Linked DNA regions of Mus musculus: regions 2 and 3 are each linked to region 1. The links are chromatin contacts, called in public HiChIP or PLAC-seq and promoter capture Hi-C maps. All regions are on one chromosome and are shown on one strand. The core of a region is the stretch at or near the end of the contact, and the rest is flanking DNA. Distances in the headings are between cores, read along the strand shown.

Region 1 (3,572 bases), core at 660-3,159:
ACTCGCTGGAGCAACCCAGCTGGCACGAAGCACAAAGGACTCTAGCCTACTGCGCACATAGACCGGTAAGACTGACAGATTCCTCTCTCTGGATCTGCTTACGGAGGAAGAAGCAACACTAATGACAATAACAATGGCAGTAAACAAAAGACTGCCACAAAAGGAAGTTAAACAGCCTGATCTAAGCTTCAAATGGGCAGTCTACTTTGGTGTCCTTGTCTTTTCTGGGGTGTGTGCGCATGCGTGCACATGCGAGTGAGCGCTCCAGAAAGAGAGAGCGCACTCGCACATGCACGAATTTAAAATAAGCAAGAGGGGGTGCATAGGGTTGGAGAGATGGCTCTGCAGCTAGAAGCACTAGTCCCTCTTGAAGAGGTCTTGGATTTGGTTTTCAGAACCCACGTGGTAGCTCACCATTATCTGTAACTCCAGCTCTATGGGATCATGCACCCTCTTCTAGTGGTATATTTGATATGTCCTCACAAATATAACTAGAATGTCTACTTCTCTTTGGGAAAGGTGAGCTTTGTACTCATCCTTCCTTCGCCTGGAATGCTGTTCCCCTCCTCAGTCTCTAGTTACCGTTCCCCCTCCCATCTGACGTAGGTCTCTGCTCACTTCTTAAGATCTGCCTCCTCTGACCAACCTACAAAAGTAGCTTACCTTCATCTTCCTTTACAAACTCCATCCTTTTACTATGTTTTGTTTTGTTAAGCACTTAAAAACACCTTGTGAGGTTGTTCTGAGGGTTCAAATAAGTTGATACAGGAAGTACTAGGAAGCTGGGTGGGGCTAGCACATTCCTGTAATCCTACCACTTGGGAGGTGGAGGCAGGAAGATATCCAAGGCTCAGTGCCAGCCCAGGCTATGTGGAGAGAGCTTGTCTCAGTCCTACATTCCCGACACCCTCAAGTAATCACTGGCAAGTGATGTCTTATAGTTAGGGTCTCTATTGCTGTAATAAAGAACCATGACCAAAAGGCAGGAACCTGGAAGCAGGAACTATGGAGGACTGCTCCACACAGCTTGCCCTCTTATGACTCGCCCGTCACTGTTTCCCCAGCCTGCTTTCTTACTTCATCCAGGACCACCTGCTCAGGGGTGGCACGGTCCACAGTGGGCTGGACCCTCCCACATCAATCATCAATCAAGAAAATGCCTCCCAGACTTGCCAGCTTCCCCCCCCCCCCAATTAAAATTCCTTTTTCCCAAAGGACTATAGCTTGGGTCAAGACAACAAAACACTACCAGCACAGTGGTATTTTAAGCAACCATCCTTATTTCCAGGTCATAAGGGCATTTGTGCAGCAAAACAACTTCTATTTGTTTGCCTTTTAAAATGTGTGAATTATTGTTGTGCTTTATTAGAATATAATCTCCATGAGGCTAGGAAGTCACTGCCAAGTCTCCAGTGTGTGAATCCTACACAGAACGCCCTCCATAAATTTTTTTTCATTCAGTGAACAAACCAGGATGTAGAGAGGCAGTACATACTTTGGCTTCCATTCACAAACTCTACAAATATTTACCGAACACCCACTCTGTACCAGGCAACAGGCGCTCTCATTTTCGTAGTATGAGCCTATGACTGGCTGGACACGGATTTTAAAATCAAAGCTTATTCGGAGTTCAGGGCAGTGTTAAGTAGACTTTCCTTAGTTTTTTTTTAGAAACCCACTCGTGGAATCCACGCTCGCATAAAGAAACAGAACTTTTTCTCCCGGGATAGGGCGGACCTTGAATGCCCAAAAAAACAACTAGTAGAGGACGGGTGGAGCTAGCCTGGATCGCTAAAGAACCCAGGCTACCCACGCTGCGGGGGCGCGGCGGGGGCGGGACTACAAGTCCCAGGCTGCTCAGCGCGCCACGGCCCTGCGGAGGGCGCGGCGCGGGGAGGTGGGCGCTGCGGCGGCGGCCCGGAGGAGCGCGGGGCGGGAGCGCGGGCGCGGGCGCCGGCGGCAGGCCATGCCGGGGGCCGGGGACGGCGTGGAGGAGAGCTGCAGTGGTGGTGAGGGAGCGGTACCGGGAACAGGCTCGGAGGCTGGGGCGGTGGCGGGACGGGAGCCCTCGCGGCTGTGCGGCTACCTGCAGAAGCTGTCGGGCAAGGGCCCGTTGCGCGGCTACCGCAGCCGCTGGTTCGTGTTTGACTCGCGCCGCTGCTACCTCTACTACTTCAAGAGTCCCCAGGACGCTCTGCCGCTCGGCCACCTGGACATCGCCGACGCCTGCTTCAGCTACCAGGGCCGCGATGAGGCTGCGGAGCCCGGAGCAGATCCGCCCACACACTTCCAGGTGCACAGCGCCGGTGCAGTCACCGTGCTCAAGGTGGGACGATCGCGCCCCGGTGCCCACTCGTGTCCCGTCAGCAGATTTCCCCCTCCACCTTCCTTCCTTGTCCCAAAGGCCTCCTCCTGTCCTGCCCAAGCCTCTCTTTGCCACTGCCTACTCTGATTCCTTCCTCATTCTTATCTTTTTTTGCCCTTTACCTGTGCTTGGACTATGAGGCTGAGTCAGGGTTGGGGGTTACACAGCTAATCTTTTGACACTTTGACCCATTATCTCCCGATACGCCTTTCCTCGCTTCCCTCCTGTGTCCACGCTCACCATTCCTTGGATGCTGTGGGAGACCCTCCCACAGTTGCAGGCTTCCACCCTCCATCCCTGCCTAATTTATAACTCCTCCTGTGACCTTGGGTCCTCTGAAAGACCCCTCTGTGCTTCAGCTGCCTGCTCTGTAAAGTGGGGACAACAGTATTGGGATTAAGTGGTTTCCACTCTCAAGTGTTTAGTAAATATGGTACATTGAGTGCTATAGCCAGAGGCAAGTGATACCAGGGCCCCGGGAACTAATTTGCCACAGCCCCCTCTAGAGAGGTCGGGGTACTCCAGCAGTGCCCACTCTTGCTTCTTGGAAAAGGTGGGAGGGGTTGCTTCAGCTTATGGGAGGCTTCCTTAGGCTTCCCCAGAGAGATTTGAGTATTGGAGGCTTGGCAATGGTCACCAGTCCCGGGGCAGCATTTCCCTGTTGCTGAGAGTTCTAAAGGCCAGGACCTTGACATCTCCTAGGAATGGTCCTGTTTGGAGCACCCAAGGGCCTGGACCCCTGGCCTAGGGCTGGGCTGCCTCTCACTCTGGGCCTTGCTCCCCGCTTGGTTCCCTGAGTCTCCACCCTCCTTTTTCTGGCTTCTCTTCCGTCTTGCAAGCTGGGCTTTCTCCAGAGCCACAGGGCTGGGCTTGAAGCAGCAGCCCTCTCAAAGCTGGCCAAGTGGAGAGTGGCCTTGTGAGCATGCAACTGTTCCTGAGCTCTGCAGACCGTGCAGCAGCTGGAGCTGTTCCCTGAAGCCCTTTCTCAGAGCTTTGTCGACTCAGCAGAGTCTGACTGGGGGAACAGGGGTGGAGGGGGGGGGGATGCTGTGATGTTCCCCCCCACTAGCAGATGCATAAAATGTTTCTCTAAAGGAAGCCAAGCAGGCCTGCAGTTCAACTTGAGGTAACTCAGTGTCTGTGTAAACTTGGGACTGGCTCCCAGAGCGTCCACAGGGAGCTTTGTCAGAGGCAGATGCTTGCCCTC
Region 2 (3,572 bases), core at 701-3,200, 1.1 Mb before region 1:
ATTTTCTGGATTTGAAGTTACTGCCCAAGCCATCTGTCTCTGCCCTAGTGAGCCATGCCCAGCAATCCGCCGGACGCATACTCCAGCCTGGTCCAAAGTGTTTTCTAAAGTAGGTTTTGTTCAAGTGCCAAACAACGGAAGGATTTGAAAGGATGAACAGCGGCGGATGCACATGCGTGTGCGCAGTGTGAGAAACGTTCTGAGCAACGATTCACCCCAAAGGTTATTTTCCAGAAAATAGAGTCCCCTCTCCTTTCCACTTTACCCATTGAAGGCAAATATGCTCCAACATTCTTCAAATCTTGCCTAGTCTATCCGAAATTCCTCGAGATAGTGTTCGCCGATTTTAATATTTATTTAATATTAATATTTATTTAATATACGGATCCAGCAGTGTCGCGGAGACCTTATCGAGTGTAGAGGGGACCCTCTCAGTCCAAACTGACAATTCCAGGTCTATGATCCTCCCCAGACAATTACCCGCCCGCCTGTTCCACCTCGCAGGCCAGAGGAGCCCAGAGGCTGATAGATGAAAATGAAAATCGGTTCAGGCCAGGAGGGATCTTAAATCTGTTGAAATCACGGCCCTGACTGTGGCAAGCTTCGGGTGAGTGGCTGCTAGGAGCAGGCCAGGCCCACCGGGTATACCGCAGGTCTAGGCAAAATTCAGGAAGGCCAGAACGCACACAAAGCTGGGAATATTGGTTGGAGGAAGGCTCGGTCCAGGAGTTTCTTGCTGCTTGAATTTGCTGCTCTATGGAAGAGAAAATGACCCCCACTCCCACCACAGACCCTCCCAGAAGCCAGAACCCTAAATCTCTGGCTCAGCTGAGGTTGTTTCGAAAAGGAAAGGGAGAGGTGTCTGTGATCTTAGCAACTGAAGGTCCTGGGGGTGATCAGGGGTGCTAAAACTTCTCTAGCATAAGACTGAACACAAGATGAGCCTCTGTTGGCTTTGTGATCGCTTCTTTCCCGGTTTGCAGGGAAGACTCCCTGATATAATCAACAGTCTCCATTCCGCCGTGGCACTGGCGCTCAGATTTAAATAGAGGTTTGCATGTAACCTGCCTTTGGCTTAGGCAAAAAATCAGGCGAACCCGTCTCCCTCACACTGCCCACTGATGGTGCTCACCCTCGCGGTAGTAGAGCTGGTACACTAGGGTCCTCTGGAAGATGTTGCCCGCTGCCATTTTCACAGGACAAGGCACAGTCTTACGAAACATTGGAGATGTATAATGAACAAATCAGTGTCCCTATTTGTCCCCAGATCTCTCTCCTTTGACTCCACCAGCGTTTGGAAAACCCAAACTTTTCTCTCTCCTCCCTCTTTTTATTTTATTTTTTTTCTTCATAAAATAACTTGTAAAAAAAAATCAATTGCAACCTACAAATGAAGGTTTTTGTGGGTTGAGGGATAGAGTTTGAGGTTAGACTTTGAAGATAGAATTCCCTCACGGAGTTGGGGGGGGGGGGATTCTGCTGCCACATATCCCATTCCAATGTCTCGTCGCGTAAACTAGACGAGTATTTCGCTCCAGACGAGAAACGGGGAAGAAAAAAGAACAGGTACCGAGCCTAGACGCATCAGTACCGGGGAGTGAGCAGGCCCCTGGGAGGCCGGGTGCAGGCGGGCCTTAGCGTAGCCCTGCTGCAGGAGGCGCCCTGGGCTCCGAGCGCCACGACCCTCCCACCCCCGCCGCCCCGCCACCCCGCCACCCCTTCCCCTTCCCCTCCCCCATCTCCCCCGAGAGACGCTCTAGGTGGGAGGGTGGACCCTGCGGCGCGGGGCCGGGCCTGGGTCCCGCGGAACGACCCGAGGGAGGCCAGGCTGGAGGCCTAGGCCGCGAGCCTCCCGACCCCGGCTTGGGGCCTTGGCCCCGGTCCTGGTCCTCGGCCCGGGCTTCAGAGCGAGCAGAGCCTCGGTCAGCGCGGGCGCCAAGTTCGCCGGCCTGCGGGGGCCTCTAGGCCAGCGCCATTTTCTGGCACTTGTGGCTGGATCTGTTTTCGCCCTGACTCCGCCCCAGAGCGGCCCGGGAGCCGGGCCTGCACCCCCCTCGCCCTCCGCGAGGGCTGACTGACTGCGGGGGAAAAGTGGGGAGAGCCCGGGCCCCGGGGGTTCCGGGAGGCGCGCCAGTTTGGGAGGTTGACCGGGCGCGCGCTCCTGGCCCGCGTCTCCCCTCGCCGCCCTACCATTGTTCCCCGGTCTCTGTCACAGCCACAGAGTGAAACCTTCTTCACCCGCTGCCTCCAGAGCCAGGCCTGGAAGTCACATTCGGGAGAATCTCAGCTAAGAAATCTGCTCCTGATCGCCGCTTCCGCGACTCAAGGAAATGAAACGCCATTAATATTTGAAAAGGCAATTATTTTCCTGTTGAATCGAAAACTGTCTTCATGAATAATTTGTAGAGAGTTCTATTGCCATTTGAGAAACATTTTGTTGCTGTTTTGCCTCCTCCTTTTCTTCCCATTACTTAGGAGGTTTGAGGGAGACACCGGAACAGGGAAGGCTCTATGGTTTGGTTTCTTTCTCTTTTCTTTCTTTCTTTCTTTCTTTCTTTCTTTCTTTCTTTCTTTCTTTCTTTCTTTCTTTCTTTCTTTCTTTCTTTCTTTCTCTCTTTCATTTTTTTTTAAACCCAAGCTGTAATGAATTAGGACAGAGGCCGAAAAGAACGCGCAGAATTCTGCCTTGAGTCCAAGCAAACCTGAGAGCCAGCCAGGCACACTTTTGCTTCTCTGATGTAGGTCGATTACGCTAAGAATTTAACCATTTTCTGCTTCACAGACTTCAAACAGTGGGCCGGCAAAGAGCAGTATAAGTTTGTTTGCTTCAAAATCCCTGTCATTAAAGATGAGTTCTTTCTCCAGCCCCGGATTGCGCATCCACTTTCCCGGTGCTGGCAGCCAGCCTCTGGAGCAGCTAGTCTGAGGTCTGGAATCCTGGTCTTACTTATTCCTCTGTCCCTGGGGATATAACTCGGGAAGAGAGGGGACCAAAGGGATGAGAGAGAGTGGGGGGAAGAGCTCATAACGTGCTTTAGAAAGCCGTACAAGATGTTTGCTGACATGCTAGGGGAATAAAGAACAAGAGCCCAAACTGGACTTTGGTCTTGCCTCAGCCTATGCCAGTGTTCTACCACTAAAACCTCATGGAGAAGGCAGTTTGTGGGAAGATTTAGCAAGCTTCTTACCGGGTACTGCAACTATCGGGGACTTGGACTCTGAAAAGGGTTGCTGTTCTAACAAGAATTGTAGAAAGGGAAGCTACCGCCTGCAAAACTAGAGTACCAAGATGGAATTCTTCTGATCTCTGCATCATTCTTCCCATTTCCCGCCTCCAAGATGGGGGAGGGGAGAAGACGCTGACTTCTTAAACTTCAAGCGAGGAGGGGTGTGTGTGTGGGGGGGAGTAAGGAGAGTCAAACGGTGGCTGCTAAACTAATTAATGTAACTTCACAGGCTGTTCTGAAAGTGTGAAAACTTTCTTCTTGCAATTGTATTAATTAGATGCTTCTGGCCAGAAGAGTTCAACTCCCAGGCTCCTTCACCGAGCTCCTTTTCTTTCTGTTAACTAG
Region 3 (3,572 bases), core at 336-2,835, 1.1 Mb before region 1:
GATTCCGGGTAAAAGACACATTCTTAACTCCTTAAATAAATAAGCAACAAGAAGTAAAACAAAATAAAAAACATTTTGAATAATTCCTGGAATCCTCCACGGGTTCACTTTGAGGCAACGACTTATAGAAAAGACTGATCAGTTTCTAATGTATTCCGAGCTGAAAAATCTTATGGGGCAACGCTGGGGAAACAGAGCACAGTTACGGATACCCATAAGATATGACTATCTTACGATATATTAGAGTGTAACCACATATTTTCAGGAGATACTAGAGGGTAATACAAGCTTCCAGAAACACATGGAGAAAACATGACCAGAGGTTTTTTAAAAAGCCTTTTTAAAGTTCCACTTTCTTTAATTTGCTTCAACAACTTATGCTGAGACACGTTGGAACCCAGATAGGGAAGACTGGCCACGAAATCCCCCCAAAAACTTGTGCCTAACAGATTGAGCCTGCCGCTGGAGAAGTTGCAAGCAGGACAGGAAGGCCAGTGGCTTGGTGGGTTCGGAGGCTCCCTGGTATTTACTGCGACAAAAGGGGTGCTTTCCTTTCATTAGAGCCTCATCAAAACTCTCTTAGGGGATGCAAGACCAGGAAGGACTTTTCTTCCCCGGTCCTTCAACAGATCTCTCTAGCGGGTATCCATCGATGGGGGAAAATTCGCTTTTGCTGTAGTTCAAAGTACTGCAGGTTGGAAGTAGGTTGAGGCAAGGAAATCTGAGCTTGCAAACTTCCAATCACCGGCTTCTACTGCCGAAGCCCTGGGGAGTGTAGCAGTTCAGAGCCAGCTCCGCACACTGGAGCGCTGTCTTTCCTAGGCAGATTTTGCTGGAACAGCGCAGGGCTGGTTCTAGAGAGCCGGATTTATTATTGGAGAAAACTACAGTAAGCAGTGTTAGGACTCACATCTGTTCAAGAAGTCTCTTCCTCCGTTCCTTTCAGTCCTCTTGGTAGAAAATGGAAAAAAAAAAAAAAAGGAAATTAAACGAGAAAGGCCACTACTATCACTAAATAAAAAACAAACAAAAACTTTAAAAGCAAGAACTCCAGGGAGGGAAACTGTTCTTAAAAAACAAAACAAAACAAAACAAAACAAAAATCTTGAGTTAGGAAATCCTATCAGGGCTGGCCTGTGATAGATTGTCTCTTTCAGTCCCAGTTCTGTAGATTCAGACATTAGTCTTGGACCGGTGGCAACCTACATTTAGGTCCTCCGCACCATGAAGGCCAAAGTTCTTTTGGATAAAACATTTTTTCCCTATCTCCCTAAGAAGTTTTCAGCATTTGGGTCTCATAAAATCTGACCATAGAGATTAGGCAGGCAAAGAAGAAGGGAGGGTAGCTCCTGGCTAGTTAGGTAGAAAGCAGAGTTTATTTCCCCCAGAGGCGGGTCCCGGACAGATCTTCCAGTTCGTGACTCCAGCCTGAAGTTCACCATCACATTCTTTTCTTTTTCGGCCCTAGTTTTTGGAATCAGTACAAACCAATGCTGGCCCCAGTGAGAGTGAAAGGGAATCAAGTTGCCTGGATTCTGGCTTGGTTTTCTAAGTTACTCACCCCACTGTGGCCTTAGAGACTACCCTCACTTTTGTGTTTCCAGACTTGGTTGCAGTCTGGGAGCCAGTAGTCCCCGAGTAGCGGAAACTCAACTTTCCTGGGGAACCACAGACTAAGCTCCCTTCCTCCCTCCAGGGGTTAAAGGGGCCTTTGCCCTGGGCTCCCAATACCAGCCAGCCCCCTTCTCCTGTGGGTGGGGGCTGCTGGGGACCTGACGCAGGCAGAATGGCGGCTGACGTCATAGGCTGATGGTCGCAGGACCCTTGCCTGGCCGCAGCCGTCCCGCTGGGGCCTCGTTAATTTTCCTTCCCGCACTGGACGCACTGGGCGTAGCAAAGAAAGCGCAGACTGCTCTGGCTGCAGGTCCTATCCACCTTTTCCCTTGGGAACATAGCAGGAAAGGAAAGAGAAAGAGATTCGGTTTTTCAAAGCATCGAAACTTAACTTCTCACTTTCCTTCCCGTACAAGTAGGTATGAAACTTTCTACCTGGTTTGAGGGGATATTGGTTTTTGTAAATGTGGAAGACTCATCGGTACCATTTCTCGAGAAATGTCGCCAGGGACTTCAGCACCCCTGTAAACTCAGACTTTCTGCTTCTTCACCTAGAGTCCAGCTTCTTGGCCATTCGGCCAGAGCTTTAGCTGGAGCTCCTACACAGTTCTGCTTGATCGATAGAATGACTAGCCGTCCTCCCGTTCCCCCAGAGACATAGCCAAGATAAACAGGAGAGCCTTGCACTTCGGCTTCAGGAATAGAACTTTTTATTTGTAACATCCAAAGTAGGTTTTCTTTGTAAAAGCGTTTGTAGTAACTAATCTAAAACAGAATATTATATTAGTTTAAGCAGCAACTTCAATCATTCCATCCGTTCAAGTCCCAGTACCGATGCGTTTTCAGCAGGGCCACTCATGGAGAGGCCTATTCTCTCTTGGGTTCGTTCCTCGAAGTGGGCAGAGGGAAGAAAATCATGCGGTTCACAGTGCAGTGCCACAGGTGACAGAGAAATGATTTTCTGAAGAAACAGCTAACTGAAATTAGAAAAAATGCAAATACACACACACACACACACACACACACACACACACACACACACACGAAAAAGGCACTTTGCAAATCCAAGTGATTTGAATACTGTTTGTCATAATGAATTTCTTTGAAATTAGATAACTGAATGGAAAACCTTGCATATAAAAAGGCAACTTAGACAAATCTTTACTTGTTGTTGAAAAATAGCGGTTCTTGACAATACAGGATCATCCTCACGATTAAAAATGTAAAATGTATTTATCCAGTACTTACAGGATCAGAATACCAAGCCACTGTAGTTATAGCAATGCCCAGAAAGGTACCATCCAAGGCAAATGACTCAAACACAGAGAAAGACAATAGTCTGGGTTTTAATATTGTTTTCAAACTTTCACAGTACTGTAGACTTGTTTTCTGTCAACATTCTGATAATTTTATTGAACATTTTATTTGAAATTAATTCGTTTCTTAGCCAATAATTATTTGGCAACCACATACATTGATCTACAGAAATATGCAATGCTTATTTTTATAAAATGAGCAGATCAAAACATTTATAAGATTTATGTATTTTTGAAGGAGATTTTGGAGAGTTTAAGTGACCACCTTAAGTAAATCTACAATGTTTTACAAGCAGGCTTCAAATGAAACAATGTCTTGAATTATGTACTTGAAATGTTTAAAAAGGTTTGAAAGAAATGTTATTTAGGGTAAATAAAAGTAACAGAACAAAGGCTCAAGGTCAAAACTACTTCCCCTCACTGATCATTTTGTAATTTTTTTTTGTAATTTTATAGCTTGAAGTAGCTCATATCTAGACTTTTAATTAAAATTCCAAAGCCATGTTAACAGGATTGGGAAATAGTTGGGAGAAGAGGACAGTAGTTCACCAGCACTCACTCAGTAACTTCAGTGTTGCTATTTTATGCACTTCTTTTATGTTCCATAAGTCTTTCCAGAGGGCTTTGCTATTTTAAGTGCAG

Evidence for each region. Promoter capture Hi-C pulls out the DNA fragments that hold promoters and counts their contacts. HiChIP or PLAC-seq counts read pairs in DNA pulled down with a chosen protein or histone mark.
Region 2: a contact with region 1 is called in an H3K4me3 HiChIP or PLAC-seq map of neural tube, with 5 times the contacts expected there. The contact joins the enhancer-like site here to the promoter of Tbc1d2b in region 1. A contact is called at or near these places in 4 of 39 promoter capture datasets (cranial neural crest, embryonic stem cells, hippocampal neurons and 1 more), 5 of 115 datasets of contacts at active chromatin or transcription factors (embryonic forebrain, embryonic hindbrain, embryonic stem cells and 2 more) and 1 of 9 other capture datasets (embryonic stem cells).
Region 3: a promoter capture Hi-C map of stem cell-derived epiblast-like cells shows a contact between it and region 1, with 4 times the contacts expected there. The contact joins the promoter of A730094K22Rik here to the promoter of Tbc1d2b in region 1. A contact is called at or near these places in 3 of 39 promoter capture datasets (cranial neural crest, hippocampal neurons and stem cell-derived epiblast-like cells) and 3 of 115 datasets of contacts at active chromatin or transcription factors (astrocytes, embryonic midbrain and forebrain).

The regions. Positions count from the first base shown.
Region 1 is chr9:90,269,106-90,272,677 of GRCm38.p6, reverse strand. It overlaps Tbc1d2b (TBC1 domain family, member 2B), which reads left to right and starts at 1,909. Exons shown (of 13, transcript NM_194334.2): 1 at 1,909-2,326. The coding sequence starts at 1,967.
Region 2 is chr9:91,380,044-91,383,615 of GRCm38.p6, reverse strand. All of the region lies in intron 1 of Zic4 (zinc finger protein of the cerebellum 4), which reads right to left. Among named protein-coding and RNA genes, the nearest start is that of Zic4, 3.9 kb to the right of the region's middle. Within about 2 kb of position 1,950, at least 77 of the 459 cell types and tissues checked have an H3K27ac peak or open chromatin away from gene starts, as enhancers often do. A contact at or near this core is called in embryonic forebrain and stem cell-derived neural progenitor cells, where this site is marked.
Region 3 is chr9:91,349,241-91,352,812 of GRCm38.p6, reverse strand. A730094K22Rik (a long non-coding RNA gene) reads left to right here and starts at 1,585. Exons shown (of 2, transcript XR_379700.3): 1 at 1,585-2,029. The region is part of intron 1 of Gm40546 (a long non-coding RNA gene); the gene reads left to right. It overlaps Gm40545 (a long non-coding RNA gene), which reads right to left and starts at 1,647. Exons shown (of 2, transcript XR_870994.1): 1 at 1,562-1,647; 2 at 324-950.